Linked DNA regions of Mus musculus: region 1 is linked to region 2. The links are chromatin contacts, called in public HiChIP or PLAC-seq maps. All regions are on one chromosome and are shown on one strand. The core of a region is the stretch at or near the end of the contact, and the rest is flanking DNA. Distances in the headings are between cores, read along the strand shown.

Evidence for each region. HiChIP or PLAC-seq counts read pairs in DNA pulled down with a chosen protein or histone mark.
Region 1: a contact with region 2 is called in an H3K27ac HiChIP or PLAC-seq map of embryonic stem cells, with 3 times the contacts expected there. The contact joins two enhancer-like sites. A contact is called at or near these places in 1 of 115 datasets of contacts at active chromatin or transcription factors (embryonic stem cells) and 1 of 9 other capture datasets (adipose tissue).

Annotation. Positions count from the first base shown.
Region 1 is chr9:32,212,387-32,217,309 of GRCm38.p6, forward strand. All of the region lies in intron 11 of Arhgap32 (Rho GTPase activating protein 32), which reads left to right. Among named protein-coding and RNA genes, the nearest start is that of Kcnj5, 130 kb to the right of the region's middle. Within about 2 kb of position 3,480, at least 13 of the 459 cell types and tissues checked have an H3K27ac peak or open chromatin away from gene starts, as enhancers often do. A contact at or near this core is called in embryonic stem cells, where this site is marked.
Region 2 is chr9:31,986,861-31,991,519 of GRCm38.p6, forward strand. No RefSeq gene overlaps it. Among named protein-coding and RNA genes, the nearest start is that of Arhgap32, 43 kb to the right of the region's middle. Within about 2 kb of position 3,086, at least 39 of the 459 cell types and tissues checked have an H3K27ac peak or open chromatin away from gene starts, as enhancers often do. A contact at or near this core is called in embryonic stem cells, where this site is marked.

The DNA.
Region 1 (4,923 bases), core at 2,230-4,729, 230 kb after region 2:
GATGTTAGATCGGAACCCGTGCTTTTACTGCTGAGGGTCTCTTTGGCTGGTCAACACTCTTGTTCTTCAGTCAAGATTCTTTTCTTCCAGTTCTGTGAAGACTGTTGTAAGATGTTAGTAGGATTACATTGAGTATATAGATAACTTGGTAATACAGCCATTTTCACAATATTAATTCTTCTAACAAATAATCATGGGAAGTCTTTCTTTTTTTCCATTTTTTTATTAGATATTTTCTTCATTTACAATTCAAATGCTATCCCAAAAGTCCCTTATACCCTCCCCACACCCTGCTCTCCAACCCACCCACTCCCGTTTCCTGGCCCTGATATTCCCCTGTACTGGGGCATATAATCTTTGCAAGACCAAGGGCCTCTCCTCCCAATGGTGGCTGATTAGGCCATCCTCTGCTACATATGCAGCTAGAGATGGGAAGTCTTTCTATTTTCTAGTGTCTGCTTCCATTTCTTCCTTTGTTTCTTAAAATCTTCATAAATGCCACTCACCTTGTTTAGGCTTAATCTTAGGTAGTTATTTTATTTTTTAAACTATACTGATTTTCCCTCCTCTGGATGTCTTTCTCAGCACATTCATTGTTGGTGTGTAGAAAAGCTACTGACCTTTGTATGTTGATTATGTATCTTCTACCTTGTTAAAAGTGTTTATTTGGGCTGGTGAGATGGCTCAGTGGGTAAGAGCACCCGACTGCTCTTCCAAAGGTCCTGAGTTCAAATCCCAGCAACCACATGGTGGCTCACAACCATCCATAACGAGATCTGACTCCCCTCTTCTGGAGTGTCTGAAGACAGCTACAGTGTACTTACATATAATAAATAAATCTTAAAAAAAAAAAAAAAAAAAAAAAAAAAAAAAAGTGTTTATTTATGCCGGCCAGTGGTGGCGAATGCCTTTAATCCCAGCACCTGGGAGGCAGAGGCAGGAATTTCTGAGTTCAAGGCCATCTTGGTCTACAGAGTGAGTTCCAGGGCACACAGGACTGCACAGAGGAAAACCCTGTCTGGAAAAACAAACAAACAAACAAACAAACACCAACAACAACAAAAAAAGTGTTTGTTAGATCTAAGAGTCTTCTGGGGGCTGTTCTGTAGGGTCTTCTAAGCTGTGTGCAGAGAAGGACAATGTGCCCCTTTCCTGTCTATGTTCATTTGACACTTTCTCTGCCCTTACTCTTTAGTTAAGACTTTAAGCACTGTACTGAATTAAGAGTGTAGTGATTGGATATCTTTATCTTTCTCCTGATTTAGAGCCTATGCTGTCAGTTCCCCTCTTATTGTAACATTGGCTATAGGTTTACCGTAGGTAACCTTTATTATATTGAAGTATGTTCCTTCTTATTCTTCAATTTTTTAAAGAATTTTTATTTCTCAAACTTTATCAAAGGCATTTTTGCATATAATTAGATTATCACCAGATTTCAATCCTTAAGTCTATTTATATGATTCCTTTTGTTTGTTAAACCATCTGTGCTAGTTAGTTTTTTTGTCAACATGACACAAGCTGAGTCATGGGGAAGAAGGAACCTTAATTGAGAAAATGCCTCCTTACCACACTGGCCTGTGGGCAAGGCTGTAGGGGTACCCCCTTGATTAATATTGATGTGGGAGGTCCCAGCCCACTGTGGACAGTTGGTCCTTGGTCATATAAAAAAAGGAACCATAGAAAGCAAGCCAATAGCAACATTCCTCTATTGCCTCTGCCTCAGTCCCTGCCCTGACTATTCTTTAGTGATGGATTGTGACTTGGGAGTTGTAAGTTGAAACAACCTTTTTCCTTCCCACGTTGCTTTTGGTCATAATGTTTTATCATAGAAGCAAGCTAAGATACCATCCTTGAAGCCTGAAGCAAAATGAACATGGTCATGATGTTTGGGGTTTTTTTTTTTTTTTGCAAATATTTTATTGGGAGTTCTTGTGTCTCTATTCATTTTGGAAATTGGTCTGTGATTTTTCTCTGTTTGTTGTGTCTTTCCCTGTTCTTAATATTTGGACAACGCTCAGATTCACAAAAGGGTTAGATGGTGTTCCTTCTCTTTGTATTTATGGAACAGTTTGAGAAGAACTAAGTCTTCTTTGGAAGTCTGGTAGAAGTCAGTGGTGAATCTTTTGAGTCCTGAGATTTGGGGAGGGGGGAGGGTCGTGGTGGAGGAGAGGATCTCTTTTCCTTTTCAATATCATCGATTGTTGTGGATCTTTTAAAGTTGTTTTTAATCTCTTAATTTTTGTGGGTTGTATGTTTCTTAGGTTTTTTTCATTTATATTTTCTATTTGTTTCAGAATATGATTTCAATTTTTTTTCCAAGACAGGGTTTCTCTGTGTATTCCTGTCTGTTCTAGAACTCACTTAGACCAGGCTGGCCTCGAGCTTAGAAATCCACCTGCCTCTGCCTCCCGAGTGTTGGGATTAAAGGCGTGCGCCACCACGCCCAGCCCAATCTGAATTTTATTGGAATTTGATGTACCTTTTTTTAATGTTTAATTTTGTTATTTTGGGTATTCTGGCTTTTGACTTTAGATAAGGTGTTATCACTCTTTTCCCCTCCCAGCCCCTCAAAGAGACAACTCTTTGGTTCATGTCTTCTTTATCTTGTTAGTCTCTTAGTCACCATTTCATTATTTTTCCCTTTTGGTGTTTATTATTTCTCTCCTTCTGCTGTTTTGTATTGGTCTTGATTTTTCTATGGCTTTAAAGTACATCATTATGTTGTTTATTTAAGCTCTGTGGATTTTTAATCTAAGGATCCATTCTGTAAACCTTCATTTTTTTCTGTTTTTGTTGCGTCTCAGAGGTTCATTTTCACTTAGCAATATTTTTGTATTCTCCCTGACTTCTTTAATGTCCATTGGTCATTCAAGAATACGTTGTTCAATATTTCAATTATTTATGTAGTTTGAGTTTTTATAGAAAATAGATAGTTGATATTAATACTAGTTGTATTGCACTGAAATCTCAACTTGATTATATTTATTAAGACTGGTCACATGACCTAGAATGTGGTCCACTTTAGAGACTGTTAATTGAGCCTTAGAGGGGAGTATATATTCTGTAATTTTTGGATAGAAGATTCTCTGTTATGTCCATTTCATGTATGGTGCAGTTTAACTTTGAGGTGTATTTGTTGATGTTCAATCTGGTGTACTTATTGCTATGAGTGGGGTACTGAAACTGCCCATCATATTGTCTTAGAGCACATCTATCCTGTCTGCCAGTATTTGTTAATGACATTGGGAACTCTAACATTTGGTATACATATACTGACAGCTGTTATCTTTGTTTTTCTCTTTGTTATTAACTAGTGGCCTTTTAATATCTTCTATTGCTTTGGGTTTGTAATCTACTTGATAACTTCGGATGAGCCTGTTTCCTTGGTCTCCTGCTGTGACCAGCCAGGTGTACTGTTAGGCATCCTTTTGCTCTGTGTACTGTTGCCACGGACGTTGTAGGAGCAATCTTCTAGTTGGGCCTTTAAAAAAATCCCATCAGGTAGCTATTGTCTTTCAAATAGAGAGCTAAGACCATCTACAGTTAAGGTTCTTGCTGAATCCTGTAATTTTTGTGGCTACTTTTTCTCCTTGGTTAGACTGTCATTTCTTTTTAATTATTTACTGCAGTGTTGGCTTGTTGGTCATGAATTGCTTTACTATATGCCCTTATTTTCTAGCCAATTTAAGAATACAACTTTGCTAGACACAGCAATGTGTAGTGAGTATTTATTCTTGAGGCTTAATTCCTAGCACCACTCAGAGAGGAGCAAAGGGCCATTGTAACAGCAGCAGCAGGATGCCAAGCAAGATTCGGAAGGATTCTCAAAGTCAGCTGCTCTGTGTGGCAGCAGCATGACTTAGCAGCTTTTACTTATTATTTTTTCTTGATGGTTTTCTTTGGTGGACTCTACCAGTACACATTGAATGGAAGTCGAAAGCATGCATACCCTTGTTTTATTTACAGTCTTAGGGGGATGATTTCAGTCTTTGGCCATTGGGGAAATTGTTATTTGTGTGCAGTTTCATTGATGTTTATTATCAGACCAAGGGACTTTTCCTCTAGTTCCGTTTTGTTCAACGTTGTAAAAGTAGTTGCCAGATTTTTAGGAAAGCCAAGTTATTCAGGTGATTGTGGATTTTTATGAGTACAACAAAAAATGTTGTAATTTCTTTATCGTTGTTTAATCTGTCTTCTTGTGTTGGAAGCTAAAATTTTAGTAGTCATTATGTCGCAACTTGGGTAATTTCAATCAGAGGTGTTCTTAAAACCCTGGTTTTAAAAACGTAATTTAACAGTGGCATTAAAATGATCTGTATTAATAACATATTTCATGTTTTCAAGGAAATGTAATGCTTCTCATAATAGTAATCTCAGAAGCCGTTGCAGTGGAGAAAGTTAATCACCTGGAGAAAGGTTTACGTTCATAGAAGTGCAAGTCATTTTAGATCATTAGGAGACAGACAAGTATACCTTCAACAGCTAATGGCTTATCTTTTAGAACAACTCAGAGTTGGCCTAAGGAAAAGTGCATTCCTAATACAGATTGAAAGAGCTGATGCACATTCAATCAGCCTTGGGCTTGTTTCACACTTTAAAACTGTCTTTGCCTACAGTATAAACAACTCGAATGTTCTATTTATTTTTAACATTGCCATCTGTCACTGTAGGATGCCAAATCGGAAAGATGCATCTATAGTTTGAGTCTGAAAACTTAAAGCTCCCTATATTATTATTCAACAAGGGCAATGGGAATTTTTTCCCCTTTAAAGCTGTTTTTTTTTTAATGTTCTTATTGTGTTCAATAACTCATGTAGATGAAAATGAAACTGAGGTAGTGTGTCCTGACCAAGACAGCAAATAGCCTTAGTGCTTAAGGGGGGAAGGTACAATTTTGAGAGAACAGAAAGGGAGGAGAAGCAG
Region 2 (4,659 bases), core at 1,836-4,335:
GCTGTGGGCATGAAGGGTTAGCTGTGTTTATTTGCTCATCTGACTTTTTCCAAAACTTCACCAAATCTTTTAATTTTTAAAAATGTATGTGGATATTTTGCCCACATGTATGTGTGTGCACCACTTGTGTACCTGTTGCCCACGGAGGCTGAAAGAGGGACTGTCAGATACCCTCCAACTGGAGCTACAGACACTTGAGAGCCACCATGGGGGTTCTGAGAATCAAACTCATGACCTCTAGAAGAGCGGGCAGTGCTCTTAACCGCTGAGCCATCCCTCCAGCTTCTCTTTGAAATGTTTACAAGTAGAAAAACAGACTGGTTCGATGACTTGTTCAAGGACCCACGGCTTATGAGCAACAGTCCCAGGATGAACACAGGCATTGAGCTGCTGAGGGGTACGTGTGAAAGAGGAGCCGAACTCAGTCCTTGGGTTCAGTCTAGAATCTTGTGTATCTCCCCGCAGCTTCCAGTGCCTTCTGTGACCTCTCACCTCTGGCTTCCGTGCTTCAACTTAATTTCGAACCTGCTCATTGCTTTCTGTTTTATCTTCCCAAAGAGCCAAAAAAACTGGTCGGGGGACAAGTTAAGGACAAATGACTATCATAAAACAAACCACAACTCAAGCAGGAATAGTAACAGAGCACCCACTATTGTCTCTGCTTCTGACAGAAACCTAAATCACTGACAGGTGTCTGTTGTGGCCAGGCACACAGCTAAGCATTGGACACATGAATGGGTAGATAGATCAAGGTATCTCAAAGCGCACCTTGAAAGCAATACACTGCCCTAAGGTCCTCGAAGATGACGGAAGGAGCACACGTGCCTCAAAATATATGTCCAGTGATGCCTGAACTTGGCCACTTGAAATTCTAGGAAACCTCTAAACAAGAAATCGTGGAGCTATTCATATGCAAAAATGGGGTCCAAAGGGCTTAACTAATTACTCCAATACCAGCTTGCCACTGGGCACAAATTCCAAACCCCGAATTCCTCAAGGCTCCATATCTACAAACTTCTCTGATAACGAAAATACTGAAAGAAGTTCAGTGACCCGATGCTGTTAGGACCACAGCCAGAGTCTCCCCTCATCCCCCTAACATGGAGGGCTACACAGGAAGTTTTGTCTAAGAGTTTGCGGACCATCACGGTAGGGTTCCTTCCTTCAGAGCTGGCAGCTGGGATGATGCTCTCAGGCTTTTCCTTAGGTCATAAAGTGACACTGTCCTCAAAGACATCCCTTGGGAATGTCTTTTAACTACCCCCCCAGGCCCAACCCCCCCAGCCCCCCAATCCCCCCAACCCCCTGCCCAGGGAATGGAGCCTAGGGCTTCCAGCATGGGAGGCAAGCTCTGTACAATGAACAATATTCAATATTCCCAGCATCATTTTAAAAACTAAAAACAAACAAACAAACAAAACGCCGGGCCTTTAATCCCAGCACTCGGGAGGCAGAGGCAGGCGGATTTCTGAGTTCGAGGCCAGCCTGGTCTACAGAGTGAGTTCTAGAACAGCCAGGGCTATACAGAAAAACCCTGTCTCTAAAAACAAAAAAACAAACAAAACAAAACAAAAACTATAGGTCTTGAACACATACTCAGGGGTCTGTACTGCCTTTGCCAGAGCAGATGGTTTCCAACTCACTGAATCAAATGTCTTTAGCCAAAGGGCTCTCTATCTAGTCTAACTTATGTTATCCCTAACTTAGATAAGGGATAGATAAGGGCCTGAATCTCAGCCCAAATGACCACCCTGCCCAAAGTCATATGGAGAATAATTAGGACAGTCACTCTAGGTTATTTCTTAGTAGAGAGTTCTGGTGGTTTAGAGTGTCAGTGTGGAAAGGAATCATACATACAGTGACATTTTCAATATTCAAAACTAGGACATTTGGTCTGACAACCCCTGATGCATTCTCAGAGACAGGGAGAGAGGGATGTGAACTGGTGCTGCCCCAGAAAATAGGATCTGTGGTCCTGACTTGCAAGAGATCACCCAGTCCAATCTGCTTATTCATAGTTGAGGCCTCTGAAGCCCGAAGAAGCTCAGTGACTTGAAGGAGGAGGAAGAGGAGGAGGTGGGCAGAAATGTTTTCTGTTTTCTCAAGCCTCAAGGTTGAGTCAACAGGCGTGGGTGGATGGAGGACAAAAAGGGGCCATTGTTCCAGGGCGCACTCCTCAGATGGACTGGACTGACCCACAGTGCCTGCTGGAATCCAAATGGGTGTGGCTACCAGAGACCACATTGGAAGCCGGAAGAAACGGAGGGTCTTAAGGTCCTGCATACCCAGGCAGTTATGCAAAAGGGCCTTCGGACAACTCCGCAAAATTTTCCTTGGGAGTAACATTCCATGCAAAGTAGCTGATATCACCTAAGGTTTTCTTTTTTCTTCCAGAAACAGGATATTAAACTGACAAGACACAAAACTAATAACCTCCCGGCACACTAAATTCTAGTGGAAGTCAAGGCAAGAAGTCAAACTGACAGTAGTGTAACAACACATCTACATAAGCCTTGCAGTGAGCTAGGCAGCATCAATATTTATTAGCAAATCCTCAATTTGCTTCTAACCCCTACTGCGTGGACCATGTTTGACCTCATTTTATATTTAGTAAGAGAAGACACTAGGAAGAGTCAGCTCCAGGGCTCCTGGTGGGTCCACTTTCCCCTAGCTGCCTCACCTTGGAGGCTATTCTCTGAATCAACACTCTTCCATATTAAAAAGTGCATCTCCTGGCATCCCGTAAATAGGGCTGCTATCTAAAGTGGGGCTCTGGGTAGCAAATGGAATCCTTCCAATGGTCAGCTCAACCTCTCTCCTCTATACAAATGCACAACCTCGATGCTGATAGAGAAATTGCTTCCTGGGAAACCAATTTCCTCGCTATTGTCCTTTGCGCTGCTAGGAGACACCCCACTGTGTGGGGTGGGCTCCTGGCTGGTGTACTCCACTAAGGAACTGTATCTCTCTCATAGGCATTGTTGCCGAGCCAGAGGTTTGGAAGATATGTCTGAATGAGAATTGTGTTCCACTTCCCTGATTTAGACGTTTTTTTTTTCCCCTGCTGCTTATTTTCCGTTTGTGGAGCTGTTTTGCAGCCTGCAAGGGCCTGGAGCTAGTGTTCTCAAAGCCTTGCGCTGCCCACGTTACACCCACTCTTACCAGGGCTCAACAATTATTTCATTCATTACTTCGTTCATTCATTTCCTTTAAGTTTGTTTCCAAAGCAGCGTAACCCGCCAGTCAAGCTCATTCTCTATTCCATTGGCGAAGAGTCTGAGTAGGAGGTGAATGGCCAGGCTGCCATGTGCTCCTGATGCACGGTTCGCTCATGAGAGGACTTCTCTCTGTTCACTGTTCACTGCCTCAACCTTCAATCCGGCCTTGAATGAGAGCAAGTGCGGGTGAACTTGAGAAGAGCTAATAAAAACCTGATCTCCCTGATAGCATCTTCTTTAATTATTCAGAGAAAGGGACAGGCTGTTTAAAAACACTTCCTGTTCTAGATCTTGGGCTGAAACTCTGAGTGGGTGACAGGTTGTAGAGCAAGGAGTGGCAAGAGGTTGGCCCTTGGGGAAAGGCCGCAATAGAAAAGATGCGTTGGGTCAGTGGTTTCAACCTTTCAAATGCTGAGACCCTTTGATACAGTTTCTCAAGTTGTGGTGACTGCCCCAACCATACAATTATTTTGCTGCTACCTTATAATTTTGCTGCTGTTATGAATCACAATGTCAATATCTATTTTCTGTGTTTCCCCTGAATCCTGTGAAAGGCTCCCAAAGGGGTCGGGACCCACAGGTTGAGAACTGATGCTTTAGCTGCAGAAAGGTGGGTAGGGCTAAAGATTTATCATTTAGAAGAATGCTATACTGACATTCCTTTGGCCCACCTAAAACATCAGCAAATATTCTGCAAGCCACAGGACGGAAAGGAGAGGGCCTGAGAGCAGACAGGCCAACCCCTATGGGGATGCAGTGACGGCTGTCAATACAAAGTGAACGTGGGAATTGGGGTCATGGCAAAGGACTGCCACTAACTGTGCAACCTAGAAAAAGTCTTAAACTTCATCCTCACCTACAAAATGTAGAGTCAACTACCTGAGAGAGGTGATCTGAAGATGAAATGGGGTTACAGGGAAGCCTGAAAGAGCTTTCCAAGGACCTGATATACTGTGAAATGTATTTCTGATAAATAAATGTACACACACACACACACACACACACACACACACACACACACACACACACGTGTGTTTGGTGTCAGACCCCAGGACAAAGAACTGAGGTATGTATTTTACATATCAAAACAGACCTGACCTCCAGGTTCTCCCAGCATCTCTCAGTCCCTATTGGCATACGCTGCTCCCAATCTTGAACTTTCTAGCCAGGGTCTGGGGTGCCTTTCTCCTAGAAGCGCCTCCCTATATAATGCAGACACTTTGGTCTCTCTTCTCTCTGTGTGAGTTCCTTTTCTCTCTTTCTTCCTGCCCCCATGGTGACTCCCCTGACCTCTTCAATCCTTGGGGCCAGTGAACTCGCCCAAGAGCAGCTTTCCAACAAACCTGCCTTTAATATAATCTAATCTGGCTTGAATTGGCTCATTTCACCGGTGGAGAAATAACCTATCAATATATAGTCTCACAAACGAATAAGACACCCA